Regions from separate parts of the Mus musculus genome. Here region 2 is linked to region 1. A link is a contact called in public promoter capture Hi-C data. All regions are on one chromosome and are shown on one strand. Each heading gives the region's core, a stretch centred on a gene start, on an enhancer-like site or on the middle of the called end of the contact. The rest is flanking DNA. Distances are from core to core; before and after follow the strand shown.

Region 1 (4,389 bases), core at 1,285-3,784:
GTTTGGCTGATTTACCATATTGGACCTGAGGTCTCAAGAACCAGCTCAGGCAACTGGCTCCAACAGGCTGGTGTAAAATCTGCAAACTTAGCCAGCTTTTCAGCTGATGGGATTAATAGTCAGAATATAGAAAGAGCTCAGAAATTACAAACAAAATAACCTAAGCTATAAATACTCAAATTGATTAGACAGTTCTCAAAATAATACACATGGCCTATAGTTGTATTTAAAAATAACATACTGAGCCATCAGGAAAATGCAGATGAAAACTATACTGTAATTTCCTTCTCACACCAGTCAGAATAGTTGTCATCAAGAAAATAAAGAGTGCCGGTGAGTGAGGATAGGAATAGCTCTTAAATACCATCGGTTGGGATATAAGTCAGCTCTGCCACCGTGGAGTGTATGCACATTGGTGTATTAGGGTTCTCTAGGAACAGGACAGAGACTGACGTGTGTGTGTGTGTTCAGCTGGTCTTCAGTATATGACAGAATCTAGAAGTACTAGGCTGTACAGCCAGTGAAGGAATGAACTTGCCAGCAAGGGCAAGTAGGCGAAGGGCAAACACTTTCTTCTTCCAGTTCCTTTATATGGACTGTCACCAGGTGTAGCCAGATTACAGGTAGACCTACCCACATCAAATGATTGAACTTAGAACAATTCCTCACAGGTGTGCCCAGCTGCTTGGGTTTTCGCTAATACCAAATGTATCAAGTTGACACCAAGAAAAGCCATCACACTGTAGACATACCCCCCCAGCCCCCCCCCCCCACTATATGATCCCGCTATACTGTCTTGGGAGTACACTTGAAGAAGCTAGAGTCAACATGTACTAAAGACACTGCACTTCATTGCTGTGCCTTCATCACCAAGTTAGGGAATCTGTAGGCGCCAATCAGTGAGTAAACTGGTAAAGAAAATGTATGTATACTCAGTGTAGTATGCATTATGGTGTTTGTAGGGAAATGGATGATACTGAAGCTATATAGTAAGGTAACAAAGGTATATTCAGAAAGCCAAATACCAAATATGCATAATCTAAAGACAAGAAGGGATCATTTGTAAAATGGGGTCAGTAGTTCAGACAGGTTATGTATATTGTTAAAACATACAGATAAAAACCATTATTATACAATGAACACATGCCAGTAAAGTAGCAATCAAGTTCGAATACATTGCTAATGAGGTAGTGATTAAATTTAGTTATGTTGCCATTCATATTGTCTTCCCTTTGCAAGTCTTTGTAAGTTCAAGTCAGAGCCAGAAATCTGTGTGTTGAGTAGTCAGTCCATTGGAACCCACAATAAAGGCATAGTGATCTATTTTGGTTACAGGTAATGAATGAGCCTGATTATTTTTATTGAATATTTCCCCCTACATTGTAATGTAGCAATTTCCAGACAGTGAAGTTGAAAAAAATGTTATGATGGATACCCATGTACCTATTACTTAAGACTCTATAATTACCATCTGCCAAATTAAATGCTGGCTTATCTCTCCACAAACTCATTTTATTTTTTATCACTATAAGAGTAAGTTACTACTGGGGGGCAGGGAGAGACACTTAAGACACCTAGAAAAGAACACTCCCATCCAAGTACTGAGGACTGACCAATCAATTCCCACCTTGCTTGGCTTGTGAGATAAGACAAGATGGGGCTTTTCCAGGGTGGTGTGGCAGAAAAGGATATGAACTTTCTGAGTAGGGCCGCATTCTTAAGCATTAACAGAGGGGGGCTGGTGAGATGGCTCAGCAGGTAGGGGCACTGACTGCTCTTCCAAAGGTCCTGAGTTCAAATCCCAGCAACCACATGGTGGCTCACAACCACCCATAATGAGATCTGACACCCTCTTCTGGTGTGTCTGAAGTCAGCTACAGTGGATTTATGTATAATAATAAATCTTTTAAAAAAAAGAATTAACAGAGGGGTTTTGTGAAGTTAGGATTTAGCAAAGTAAGTAGCTACAGAATCAAAGTTTTTGCCTGCATACCATTAGTGTGTTTGTCTGTTGAAGGAAACCACTCATCCTCTGGGTAACTGCCCTCCTTTGAGACAAGGTCTCTCGTTGTTTGAGGGCTCACCAATTAGGCTGAACTGGAGACCCAGAAGTTGTGCCGTCTCTGCCTCCCCAGCTCTGGCTTTATAAACAGGCCAGCACACCCAGTGTTATGGGCATTCTAGGGTCAAGCTCAGGTCCTCTCCTGAGGCAGGTACTTTACCAACTGAGCCATCTTGCCAGAACTGCAGATACTAGAGGACTAGAACTGCCAGGCATGAGATGGGCTCTGCAGTTCTCAGAAGGACACAAAGGGCCAGCATTTTTAAAAGTGACTGACATACTTATCCACCAGAGCCATGCAAATTAAAATTTACCCCACCCCACCTCCCTACCTGAGTCAACAGCTCATCTAGAAGGGCAACAAATGCTGCTGAGGATGTGGGAAAGAGGAGTCTTCACTATTTACACTGTTGGTGTGTACAAATGAATACAGAGCTTTCTCAAATAGATCTACCATGTGACTCAGCTACATACATACTCAAAGGATCCTATGCTACCTCACAAGTACTTGCACTCTCCTATGCACAATAACAAGGAAGTAGAACCAACGTAGATGTTATCAGCAGAATGGGTAATGCAAATAAATGTCATGCATATGTAAAATGGAATTTTAATACAGCCGTAAAAATGAACTTTACAAGAAAACATAAATCTGGAAAGTTTTAGGTAATGGCTGCTCTTGGTTGTCAACTTGACCACTTCTAGATTTAACTAAAACCCAAGGAGCTGAGTACACCTGTGAGGAATTCTTCTTTTTTTTTTTTTTTTTAATTTTTTATTAGGTATTTAGCTCATTTACATTTCCAATGCTATACCAAAAGTCCCCCATACCCACCTACCCCCACTCCCCTACCCACCCACCCACTCCCCCTTTTTGGCCCTGGCGTTCCCCTGTACTGGGGCATATAAAGTTTGCGTGTCCAATGGGCCTCTCTTTCCAGTGATGGCCGACTAGGCCATCTATTGATACATATGCAGCTAGAGTCAAGAGCTCCGGGGTACTGGTTAGTTCATAATGTTGTTCCACCTATAGGGTTGCAGATACCTTTAGCTCCTTGGGTACTTTCTCTAGCTCCTCCATTGGGAGCCCTGTGAACCATCCATTAGCTGACTGTGAGCATCCACTTCTGTGTTTGCTAGGCCCCGGCATAGTCTCACAAGAGACAGCTACATCTGGGTCCTTTCAGCAAAATCTTGCTAGTGTATGCAATGGTGTCAGCGTTTGGATGCTGATTATGGGGTGGATCCCTGGATATGGCAGTCTCTACATGGTCCATCCTTTCATCTCAGCTCCAAACTTTGTCTCTGTAACTCCTTCCAGAGGAATTCTTCTTGATTGGAATCATTTGAGGTGGGCAGACACATCTTTAATCCAGATCTTTTGAGGTGGGAAGATCTGCCTTTATTTTGGGCCACACCTTCTGCTAGTGACAACTTATATAATGGACATGAAAGAAAGAAACTTTCTCACTGGGTCTTGGCCTGCTTGCCCTTGCTCCTTCACTGGCATAAGGCCTACTTCTTCAGGTTCCTGACCTATACTGAAGGCCAGTTGAGACCTCCAACCTCATGGATGAATAAACAGTTACTGGATCCTTGGACTTTGTGTTGGTAGACAGTCATTGTTGAACTCGCTGGACCACAGCCTGTAAGCCGTCTAACCTTCTCCACATACACACACACACACACACACGCATATATATATATATGGATTTATTCTATTCTGTTCCTCCAGAGAACCCTGACAAATGCTTGTTAGGTTAAGCAAGATAAATTGGACTCAAAAAACACATGTGTTTTTCTCTCGGGCATAGGCAGTCCTAGCAGAGGCAATTCTAACTTTACTTTCGTGGTAGCGGGTAAGTAGATGTTTGTGTGGATAGAGATTGTATACCTAGAAATGGGGCCACAAGATGGGTAGAAGAGGTTTTGAAGAAGGTATAGTAGAACATAATAAGTTTTATATGTCATTGTCTATTTAGGTCCCACTTGAATGTTGTTAGGTACCTGTACTGGCTGGGTTTGTGTGTCAACTTGACACAGGCGGAGTTATCACAAAGAAAGGAGCCTCCCTTGAGGAAATGCCTCCACAAGATCCAGCTGTAAGGCATTTTCTCAATTAGTGATCAAGGGTGGGAGGGCCCATTGTGAGTGATGCCATCCCTGGGCTGGTAGTCTTGGGTTCTATAAAAGAGCAAGCTGAGCAAGCCAGGGGAAGCAAGCCAGTAGTATCATTGCTCCATGGCCTCCGCCATCAGCTCCTGCTTCCTGACCTGCTTGGGTTCCAGTCCTGACTTCCTTTGGTGATGAACAGCAGCATGGAAGTG
Region 2 (4,389 bases), core at 613-3,112, 160 kb before region 1:
AGGAACAGCTTTCTGCCCCAGAGTGACATCATGGCTGTCCAAGGCCTCTGAAAGCCAAATCCTAGTGACACCGCAGAATAAACCCAGGGAGCTGCTCACCCCAAGAAGTGGCCAGACAAACGTCATTTCAAGAGGTCACAGATACCAAAGGCACAGGCGCCCTGACTTCTGTCTCTATAGTTCCCTCCAGCTTCTTCTCTCTGTGTGACCGACCCCAGCAGTGACCCATCGCTCAGGAGCAGCCGCACACAAGAAGAGCACACTGCCTTTCACAAACCTCATTCTCTGATGTCAGAATCCATCTCCTGTTCCCAGGACTCAGAAATGAACACCATACAGGAAAGCAGAGGTCACAAACACCGTCCCCCAACCCCCGCCAGCTCCTAGTCTGTCCTGACCCATCCTGATGCCTTCTCTGAAGGGGGGATCCCCAGCACCCCAAGACTCAAACCTGAAGCCTAGACTAGACTCCATTGGAAAGCCAGCTACAAGGAAAAGCACACTTCCCAGGGTCCTCATAAGGCTCACTGCACTGAACCACAAAGCAGCTAAATGCTACATAAATGTAAGCACCGGTAATATTCAAATCAAAGGACAGCCCTCACAACTCCAAATGACCATCATTACAGCAACACTACAAGAGGACTGGCCATGCCTCCTGCATAGACCTATGGCTCAGGTCGGTTTGTTTTTAGCTGTACGGTGAGACCCATCGGTGAATCATAAACTCAGCCCGTGAGTCACAGTCAGCATTTGAAAAAAGAATTGAAGCAAAGAAAATGTCAGGACGCAGCACACATTCTGGAGCTTGATGAAACTTCTGTTCCTTCCACACACATGCATGTGGGCATGGGGACAGAATGCAGATGCGTCCCCTGCTAGAATTTGAGGCTGTCACTATTAAACACATGGATCCGTCACAAGCCATCAGTGAAGCTGAGCTTGATGGCCAATGGGTAAAGAGCAAGCTGAGGGGATGGGTGTGATCAGAAAGAGGGACAGACCCCACTCTGAGGAGCATTTTAAGACAAAGCATCTTCATGAGACTCTTCCTTGAACCAAACTCCCTTGGTAGTCTGTTCCTTTTGATCCATAGAGCCTATTCCGGAGTGATTGTATAAAAAAAGGAAGAAGCCCTCTGATAAGACAAGACTGTGTTCTAGGAAGGTTTAGTGGTGCAGAAAGGCAGTTGCTTCCTCTTATCCCAGGAACTGGAGCAATCAAGGGGAGACAAAGTAGTGTCTAGGGAGGAGGTGACATCTTTCTTCCACTTGTTGGAATGGATACAGAACCTGGTGGCCCGGGCATCAGTACATCGTGCTTGGTTGCACATTGCACTTAGAGGATCCAGGGCTAGGATAATAAAAGGTTGACTACCTTCCCGGGTACAATGTCTATGGAATAGAGCTGTCTGCTTGGGCAGGGGCAGCCCTTACTGGAGACAGGCCCCTGGACCAAGTGACACCTTGATATTACTTTCCTTTTGTCTACATCACAATTCCAGGAGCAACAGAACCAAGCTTGAGACGGGAAGACAGGTTATCTCAAACACATCTGCTTTGGATTAAAGTATCTCTTCTTAATGAGATCAGGACTCGTTAGTGGGTCGTGAATCGATTTAGCATTTTATATCAACGAGATGAGAATGGCTAGAAGAAAGAAGATCTTGGTGTATCACACATCATCAAGATGTTTGCTCACTGAGCACTGCAGAACAAAATTAAATGTACCTAAAACACGCTGATAACTCCACTGTTTGCTATGGATCATCGAAGATGGCTCATCTCAGAGTCGCAGCAACAGATGGGGTGGCTTACCTGGGGCAGCAGGTTTTCCTGCCAAGAAATTCATTCATATGGCTGGAAATTGGTGTTTACAAGGAGCTAAGTCAGGCTTTGGTGTTTTCCCAACTAGCCTTTCCATGGGACCACACTGGGACTGCCAGAGTACATCAGTTTAATTCTCAGAGGGAACATGTCACGAGTCAACCCTTCTAAAAGATTAGTTTCAGTGTACACACAACTCATCCAACCTACATCTGCACCATGCTGGTCAATGTCTCCCTGGCTGAGACAGGGTAGGAGAGAGCCACCAAGGACATGAACATAGCAGAAAGTGGCTCATTGGGGCACTCAAAAGTAAGCACTATTTCCTTTAAAAAAATGTGTATGGGTATGTGTATATGAATGGTAGTTGACAGAGCATTCCTAATAGTGAATTGTAACTCAGAAAATTTAGGACTTGACTAGAAAGCTTTGTGTAAGACAAATTGACTTTAATTAACTTTCCTTGATTTCTGTTTCCCTGACACCCAAGTCTGCCATGTCTATTATTCTAATAATTTACTTCCTTTTATGTTCTGATTTGTTTTTAAGCTTTGTCTCATGTGACTTTTCCTGGGGGATGATTTCTATTCACCCCAGATAAATAGGGCAATGAAAAACATCAATAAATCATTCTATTCCAGTCCAGGTTGGCCGTAGGTCTCACCGCTCTCGTGGATCTTTGGTCAAAGGCAGTGGGGAAGAGAGACATTAGGCAGGGGGTTTGGAAGCCCTGTGGTGAATGACCACATAGGGATCACTTGTCAGTAGGCAGATCAACTTTACTTAGGATGATTGAAGGCTTGTAAAGTTTGTGGGCACTGAGAGCAGGGACATCCAGGATGGGCAAAGGTCATTGGCTGAGGGCTTAGAGTAACTGACATACCTCATTAGCATAGGGAAGCATTTCAGAAATCTCAGATGCTGGCTGAATAGGTTTTGCCAGGAGAAAGAAAACTAAACTGATCCTATAAACTAATTGAGGATACATGACATTCCTCAGGTAGAGGTGAATGTTGGGCCTTAGAATCCCCCAGACAAGGTCAGAGAAGGAGAATCGTGCTAACAAGAGAGTTTCCCACTTTGCTTCGAGTCAGAGGCCATCAGGTCATAGAGGACTTTGGCCTTTTTTTTAAAAAAAAGATTTATTTATTTATTTTATGTATATGAGTACAGTGTAGCTCAGACACACCAGAAGAGGGCATCAGATCCCATTACAGATGGTTGTGAGCCACCATGTGGTTGCTGGGAATTGAACTCAGGACCTCTGGAAGAGCAGTTGGTGCTCTTAACTGCTGAGCCATCTCTCCAGCCCTGGACTTTGACCTTAATTAGCAGGTCTTTCCCAGTTGGTGACTAAATGAGTTTGTTCACCAATGAGTTATTTATAAGATCATGGGTAAACTGGGAATCTGAATTACCAACAAGCCCACCAAGCATGGGTGACTGCTTCCAAAAGCTTCATCATTGGTGTACCCTGCCCAACTGGCAGACAGATACCACTCTAAATAGTCTTCCTCATCCTGCTCCAGCAATTATTAATAGCTTACATAAATTCACCTAGGAGGGCATTTTGAGTCTGGTCAGTTTCTAAAATTTTATTTACTCTTAAAAGTTTCCTAAGCCTCCTGGGCCTTGTAAGTTTCCTGAGCCTCCTGGGCCTTGTAAGTTTCCTGAGTCTCTTTGGTCTTGTAAACTTCTCAAGCTTCCCAGATCCTGTGTGTTGCCTCCTCTTCCTCCTCCTGCTCCTCCTCCTTCTCTTCCTTTTCATCTTCCTCCTCTTCTTCCTCTTTCTCTTTCTTTTCCTCCTTCCTCTTGGGAGAACTTCCATTCACAGGAAATAGCTACCTAATGCTCCTTTATTTGACTCAACCTTAATTCTTTTATTTTTCACTCTTTGATCACTGAGCCACATTTTTCATACCTGAACTTTCACATTCACTTGTCTTCATCAAACATCTGCATAATAATCTTAATGCCCTTAATATAATCTGGTGTCTCAGGTGCACCATTCTCTGCCCAGCATCACATACAAATGAGCACTGACCAGCAACCAAAGAAAAAATTTACACATATTCCAATTTTCCTGCATCACTCAAAGAATATTAATAGGGATCCAAGCTAATATGTACAGATATTCTCTGTGAAATTTCCCCATCTCTCCTTCCAGCCCTGACTTTGACAACCCCGCCAAAAGTACAACACCCTACCCTAAAGTCACATGGTTCTCCTCCAGCCCACCAAGCCGAGAAAACCCCCACACACATATGTCTCTTCTGCCCAGCTATTAGCTATCAACAACTTTATTTACCAATCAAAATTAACTTGAGGACAAGGTCACATAGCTTCACTTGGGTCTGTATGCAGACTATCTTGCCTCTGGGGCAACCAGGTCTTGGGGAGGGGGTGGCATTTAACATTATAGTAGACAACAAGAGAGCAAATCTCAACCCTTCCTACCTTCTCTCCACTCCTTCCCATTTCTCATGGTCTAGCGTCTGTTCTTTGTTTCCACTCAGCTTCTTTCTCTGCCTCCCATTCTGTTTCCAAGATCTTGATTCTACAC

What was found. Capture Hi-C pulls out chosen DNA fragments and counts their contacts.
Region 2: a contact with region 1 is called in a promoter capture Hi-C map of pancreatic islet. The contact joins two enhancer-like sites. A contact is called at or near these places in 2 of 115 datasets of contacts at active chromatin or transcription factors (embryonic stem cells and microglia) and 1 of 9 other capture datasets (pancreatic islet).

What each region holds. Positions count from the first base shown.
Region 1 is chr17:48,402,161-48,406,549 of GRCm38.p6, reverse strand. The region is part of intron 1 of Nfya (nuclear transcription factor-Y alpha); the gene reads left to right. Among named protein-coding and RNA genes, the nearest start is that of Nfya, 5.5 kb to the left of the region's middle. Within about 2 kb of position 2,534, at least 13 of the 459 cell types and tissues checked have an H3K27ac peak or open chromatin away from gene starts, as enhancers often do. A contact at or near this core is called in pancreatic islet, where this site is marked.
Region 2 is chr17:48,561,499-48,565,887 of GRCm38.p6, reverse strand. No RefSeq gene overlaps it. Among named protein-coding and RNA genes, the nearest start is that of Gm30419, 19 kb to the left of the region's middle. Within about 2 kb of position 1,862, at least 4 of the 459 cell types and tissues checked have an H3K27ac peak or open chromatin away from gene starts, as enhancers often do. A contact at or near this core is called in pancreatic islet, where this site is marked.